Regions from separate parts of the Gossypium raimondii genome. Here region 2 is linked to region 1. The links are chromatin contacts, called in public Hi-C maps. All regions are on one chromosome and are shown on one strand. Each heading gives the region's core, a stretch centred on a gene start, on an enhancer-like site or on the middle of the called end of the contact. The rest is flanking DNA. Distances are from core to core; before and after follow the strand shown.

Region 1 (3,131 bases), core at 172-2,671:
TGAGACGTGGAGCAATATATGCACGTATATACTGTTGCATATTCACTTGCTTGCTTAACTGATTTGAATTCATCCATTGGAGGCAACCATCAATTTCCACCATTGTCCACTTCTGAATATAACTTACGCCTGACATTAGAAACTGACATGTCTGATGGAAAGAACTTGATTGTTGTGATCTACAATTCTTTGGGATGGAAAAGAGAGGATGCAATATGTCTTACGGTTGTTAATGAAGATGTTACTGTTCATGATCAAGAGGGAAGAAAAATTGAAACACAGCTTGTTCCAATAGATGCCTATGTGGACCTAAGCTATCATGCTAGAGCATATTTAGCAGTTGGATCAACATCAAAAGACGTTCATAGTGTGAAAGGAACTTCAAGGCAGAGGCCGACCGTTATGGTGGCTTAAGGCCACCCCTAAATTTTTTGGGAATTTTTACTTTTCCTTCAAATTTTTAGAAAATTTTATTTTTCTCTTAAAGTTTTTTGAAATTTTTAGGTAGCTTCCCTTAATGTTTTGAAAATTCCCATTATACCTTTTAATTTTTTTTGAAAATTTTAATTAAGCTCTCTTAAAATTTTTGAAAATTTTCAGTAATCTTGTAGATTTTAAAAATTTTAATTAGACCCAAAAATATTTTTAAAAAATCATCATTAAACTCTTAAAATTTTCAAAAATTTTACTAGGTCTCCAAAACTCATCCCAAGATCAGCCACTGCCTTAAGGCCTGAAAGTCATCTATATCTAATATGGCGCATTAAGTTTTCCAATTTTATTCTGTACTTAATTTCCCTCTGTGTGGCTGCCGCAAGATCAAAGTTTAAAAGTTAAAACTTTGGCTCTTTTTCCATTCATGTGTATCCCTCTTGACTTCGATCTACAACTGTTCTTTGTCATTCTCTCCTTCACTTTGTTTCACAACAATATTTTATCCGGTGGAGGTGGAGGTGGAGGCGGAGGCTTGAGATGGCGGCTAACGGAAATGAAGGGCCACCTTCAGTTAAAATAAGAAGAGCAAAAGAGGGGCACCAAAGACGCAGCTTTGATTGGTAAAGAGCGAGCCAAAATTTTTTAGGTTTTGATCTTAGCTTTAGGGTTTGGCCATACCGTCTGCCCCCTTTAATGTTTAGTTTTTTTTATTTTGTTTTATTATTTTTGGCTTGGATGAGTTGGGTTTATAAGTTTTTTTTTCGGTTTGGACCCTTTTTTCGCTTTGGGCCGGGTCTTTTTTCAGTTTGGGTCATGATATTTGGCCCAAAAATATAAAAACTGGTTCAACCAGTCTTTTACAGATTCATCCGGCTCAACCGCAGTTCACACCATTTCACAAGTCAACTGATTCCCTCTCTTATTCCGGACCAGTACACCAGCTAGTTCCCAATGTGACTAGTCCGACCAGCCAGTCTGGCCCGGTTTCGATAACAATGGTGTTAAGTTTGTAGGTGCAACATCACCTTCCAAGCTTTCCTCTCTACAACCTACTCTAAGGGGGCCAACAATTGGTATTCGAGGCAAAGTAATCCTTGCCTTTGAAGCAAATGGATCCTAAAAATTTGGGGTCAGGTTTGACAGATCTATTCCTGAGGGCAATGACCTTGGCGGTCTTTGCGAAGAAAATATGGTTTCTTCTGTGCTGCTACTTCACTAAGCTCGGATATTTCTGAAGGTGATATTGACAAGCCAGTTGCTAAAGATCCTTTTGAGGTTGCATTGAATGAAAGAAAAAGCAATCCCTTGAGACAGAAAAGTCTAGCTGGAAATACAGATAGGAGACTAGCTATAGAAAAAACAGGCATGGAAGTTCTTATATCAACGTTGAATCAAGAAGTTACAGTTAGACAGTTCCTCACAGCAAAAGTCAAGGATTTGGAAGTGCAAACCACTAGAGAGAATTGTTATGAAACATGCAACCTCAAAAGGAGTTACTTTGGAAGCAATGTTTGGATATGGAATTGAAATTAAAGAAGAACAGGATGATATGGCACATGTTGGCTCAGCAAAGTTATTAGTCATGAAGAAGAGGCTGCAAAGTGCTGATATAGAAATTTATGCTGAAGCGGTGAAAGTTTTCTCACCGAGACAAGTTTTCCAAGGGGGAATGACTCGAGAGCTTTATTTATTTTAAAATTTTATTATTTCAGTTTTATTTTATAATATTTTTTTAAGTACTAAATAATTTTTTCAATGGCTAAGATTGTGTTAAGAAAAAACTTTATTTTCAAGAAACTCCAGTAACTTTTCTTGCAAGAAAGTCTATTATATCAACCCTAAGTTCTTTACAGTTCCAACTTTCTAACTCATTTTACAGCCCTAATCCTTTTTATTGCTGATGTTTTCTTCCTTAACCACATCAAGCTTCTAGTTGAGCTATATGTGAGAGGGATTGTTAAGTAGTATTATCCTACAGCTGTTAAGTCTTGGGTTTTATGATTTTATATTCAAATTGGTCAATCCACTTATTACCTATTGGTTTTAAGTTGAATAATTAACAGATACAATTTTATTTTTCAAGTTTTAATTAGCTTTTTGATGATGAATGTTTTCGGTGAGGTATTCAGTGTTGTAGTTTTCTCCCCCTGTTGATTCTTTTTAACTTTCCCCCCTATTTTTCTATTTATCCCCTAATTTCATTTTTTTTTTTCCTCCCTAAATACTTATGTTTAGTTCTGATAGTACTTCAAATTTCTATTTGCCAATCTCTTTCCCTACTTGTTCCACATCAATTTGGTATTAGAACCTAGAAGAGCTTTACTGTCAGCATATTCTCTACATCTATAGGAAGAAAAAAGAAAAGGAGAATACATCCAGCTAAATCAAAAAAAGAAAAAGAAAACTGCAGAAAGGGAGACAATTAACAGATTGTTCTAATGACAATGTCCACATCAAGATATTCAGGAACCCATTTCCTCTCAAAGAGCCTGAGGATGAAGCTGTCCTGGAAAGAATAGTAGTGCTCCCCAAACTAATTTGACGATAGATGACTTGGGCATTAGAGATGGATTAAAAGGTGGAAATGGGAATGAGATCACTGACACTAATAGTGTGACTGCTGAGTGTTAGTCATGTTTTCCATGTAGCAAATACATTATCCCAGTGGCATGCTTTTGAGCCTTTTTGTTTTCTCC
Region 2 (3,258 bases), core at 33-2,532, 200 kb before region 1:
CTTCATTAACTTCTTTACCAAAACCGAGAGAGTCATATATATAATGTTTGTAACCTTCTTTGACTGGCAATTATCTTTTGAAGCTGGCCTCTTGCAATTGTGGGAAAGCTGATTCCGGTTCCCAAGACACCGGTTGCCTCGTACTTCATAAAGCCATTTCAACAATGCAAAAGATCCAGGGATGCATGAATTTGTTATTTCTGTTGTTCCTTGCTATTTAAGTAAAATTGACAATCTGAGAATTGCTAAAGCTTGTGTATAGAAAGGGTTGTCTAACCGCAAAGCGGTTGACTGCATCCTCACTTAAAAAGGCAAAACAGAACAGAAGAAAATATGCTTGCCTGAGTGTAATCAAGGTTTGTATTTTGTACAAGGTTTAAGTGAAGGGTAAATTACAGATATGGTTTAAATTATGTTTTGATCATCGAACTTTAAAAAGTTATGATATGATCTCTAATATTATTTATTTGCTGTATTTTGGTCATCGAGTCATTAATGGTATAATGACAAGCTGAAATAACATGTTATATCATGTTATATGAAAATTTTAAGTTAAATTGCACAAGTAGTCCCTACATATATATATATATATATATATATATATATTTTCTTTTGAGTAACTTCTTCATTTTCTTTTATTTTCTTCTAATTTTCCCCTTTTCTCTGTTTTCTTTAATGACCCTAGCCATTACTTATAAAATAAATGGATAAGCAGAAAACGAATAGCTTATGGCATAGGGAACCTGCAACCACACACAAGCAACATTTGTGTCATAAATGGATAAATATTCTAAAGACAAATATAGTAAGCTCTGAAATGAAGGTTAAAGGTTAAAGCTAAAGCACCATGTATACCTTTTACTGGTAAGGTACACAAAGAACAAAAATAAGATATCTAGGTTAGACTGGAAACTCAAGTAGAATTTAAAGATGGCTAACCCTTAATAGGGAACAATATGGTTATATAAACTCATCAAGTAAAATATTTATCATCCCGAGCAAATTTAGAAATAAATGGTTCAACTTGACAATAAAGGAGAACTTGCCCTATATTCATAGAAATATTCAACTCTCCATCATAAAACAATATCCCAAGCCATCGAAACCAGGATTGGCTTGTAATTTCCTTTCTTGCTTTAATAAAATGGATGAATTAGCTCCCCCGTAGTTCCACTTAGGCAATTCAAAGTTTCAAACGACTTGCCTTTAATACGGCTAACACTCTGAAACCTTCTTCAAGCCTTTTGCCACCATTGGATCATGCAACTGAAAACACTCTTGTACCTCCCTACCAATGATTGCAGAAGTCTGACTTGCACTCACCAAATCAATGAAATATGAAGAATCACCAGTAACAGAGAAAGTAAACTGGAGTAGAGCAAAACAGACTGATATTCCAAAGTCTGATACGTGTCTGGAGAAGTCAGAATCCATTGAATATTTCAAATAGCTGATTTCAATTGTAAAAATCAACTCATACCAGAGTACAAATGCAAAGTACACATTTATCATGCGTTAGAATAGCCTATACTATTATAGTATTCACAATACTGTAAAGCTGTAAAAGTGCCACAGAAGCCTCTATATTTAGAGGCGGATTACATTTTGGTCCCTCTATTTAAAAAATGGATAAATTAATCTTTATACATAAAATGTGCAAATTAGCCTATCCATTAAATTTTATATGTTAAATGATGATGTGGAATATTAAAATATTAATTTGGTCTCTGAACTATAGCTAAAATATCAATTTTATTTTATTTTAAATATTCTTAACAATAATTTTAAAATATCTAACAAAATATTAAAAATAAATATAAATTATTAAAATATATTGAAACTATTAAAATCATGTTAAAATATTATATGTTAAAAATAAAAATTATAAACAAAAAACTTCTAAAATTTCAAAATATATATATGTAAGAAAATCTAAAATATTTATCAAAATTTCATGTTAAAACCCAGAAGCCATGGTCATTTCTTCTTTATTTTAAAAATCCAAAAAATAAAAAATATTTCTGATTGAAGCAAAAATAAAAAAGATAAAAGTTTTAATTATTCATTTTCAAATTTTTATGCTTTCGCTAAGGTTAAGTTTCATCTTTATCATCCATGATTTACATAAAATGTATTTAATCTGCATCTTCATATTCAGTTTGTAACTGAAGTTTTGAGAGTAAAATCTTAGTAAATAAAGTAATCTAGTTGATGCATAAGGACGGGATTGCAAATTGGTGAATAAACTGAGTTTAACTCATGTCTTATACTATTACTTTTTAGTGAATTACATTTTAAGGAACCAACTTGTGATTCAAAATTTATTTAGCTGGATGGTCTACCAATTTAAAATTCAACCGATGTGTCTTTTCCCGTTTTTGGTAGACAACCAATCTATCCTATCCAATTTTTACCACACAAGTTCATAGAATCTAGTACAAACTTAGAGCCGTGGTAGAGTTTAGTAGTTGTCCGTCCTTGTACACTAGAGAAAAACAAGATATTGAGTGTTGGCTTTTGAATCTGGTCGTCTCAAACATGATGATAATGATTATGAATGAATGAATTAACAGTAAAATATACAGGTAGAGGGGGAGACCAAACTCAAGCTGTATCCTTACTGGGGGAGCTGTTAACTTATTGAAAGAGATAACAACATGATGAAGATAATAAGGGAAGGGTAAGGGAAGGGAAAATTAAGATGATGAGTACATTGATTCATAATCCAAGAGCCTATTTATATAGGCTTTTACATAATAGAAAAACTAAAAATAGGCACTAACAACTAGAGAAAAAAATCTAAACAAAATAAATCCATAATTTTCAACAACTAAAACTTTGATGTGCATCAACTATTTGCCTAGAAATAAGAAAAACAATCCGATTCTATTAACAACCAGATTTTATTAACAATCCCTCCTTTAAACTGAAAAACTCCTTAAAACTTCAGTTTACTGGTGCCATTCTTCAAACAGGATATTCCAAAGTGCAAACTCCCATTAACCTCCTCAAATTTTGGAAGGAAAACAATTTGAGAGGTTTGGTAAATATGTTAGCTAGTTGATCTTCGCTCTTGTAGTACTTGAGATCAATTACCCCATCATTGTTAAGATCTCTCAAAAAATAGTACTTTACATCAATATGCTTGCTTTTACCATGTAATACTGTATTTTTTGAGAGTTTGATAGCTGAATTGTTGTCACGAAAAATTGTTGTAGCTCCCATTCTCTTAAACTTTAGCTCCTCCAAGATTTTCCT

What was found. Hi-C and Micro-C count contacts between places; a contact is called where the count stands out from the background.
Region 2: a contact with region 1 is called in a Hi-C map of leaf, with 4 times the contacts expected there. The contact joins two enhancer-like sites. A contact is called at or near these places in 2 of 2 Hi-C or Micro-C datasets (both in leaf).

The regions. Positions count from the first base shown.
Region 1 is chr10:9,259,936-9,263,066 of ASM2569854v1, reverse strand. All of the region lies in intron 9 of LOC105776208, which reads right to left. Among protein-coding and RNA genes, the nearest start is that of LOC105776208, 8.4 kb to the right of the region's middle. Within about 2 kb of position 1,421, the one cell type or tissue checked has open chromatin away from gene starts, as enhancers often do. A contact at or near this core is called in leaf, where this site is marked.
Region 2 is chr10:9,458,700-9,461,957 of ASM2569854v1, reverse strand. LOC105776976 (calcium-transporting ATPase 9, plasma membrane-type) reads left to right here. Exons shown (of 34, transcript XM_012599970.2): 34 at 84-413. The coding sequence ends at 189. Among protein-coding and RNA genes, the nearest start is that of LOC105776976, 18 kb to the left of the region's middle. Within about 2 kb of position 1,282, the one cell type or tissue checked has open chromatin away from gene starts, as enhancers often do. A contact at or near this core is called in leaf, where this site is marked.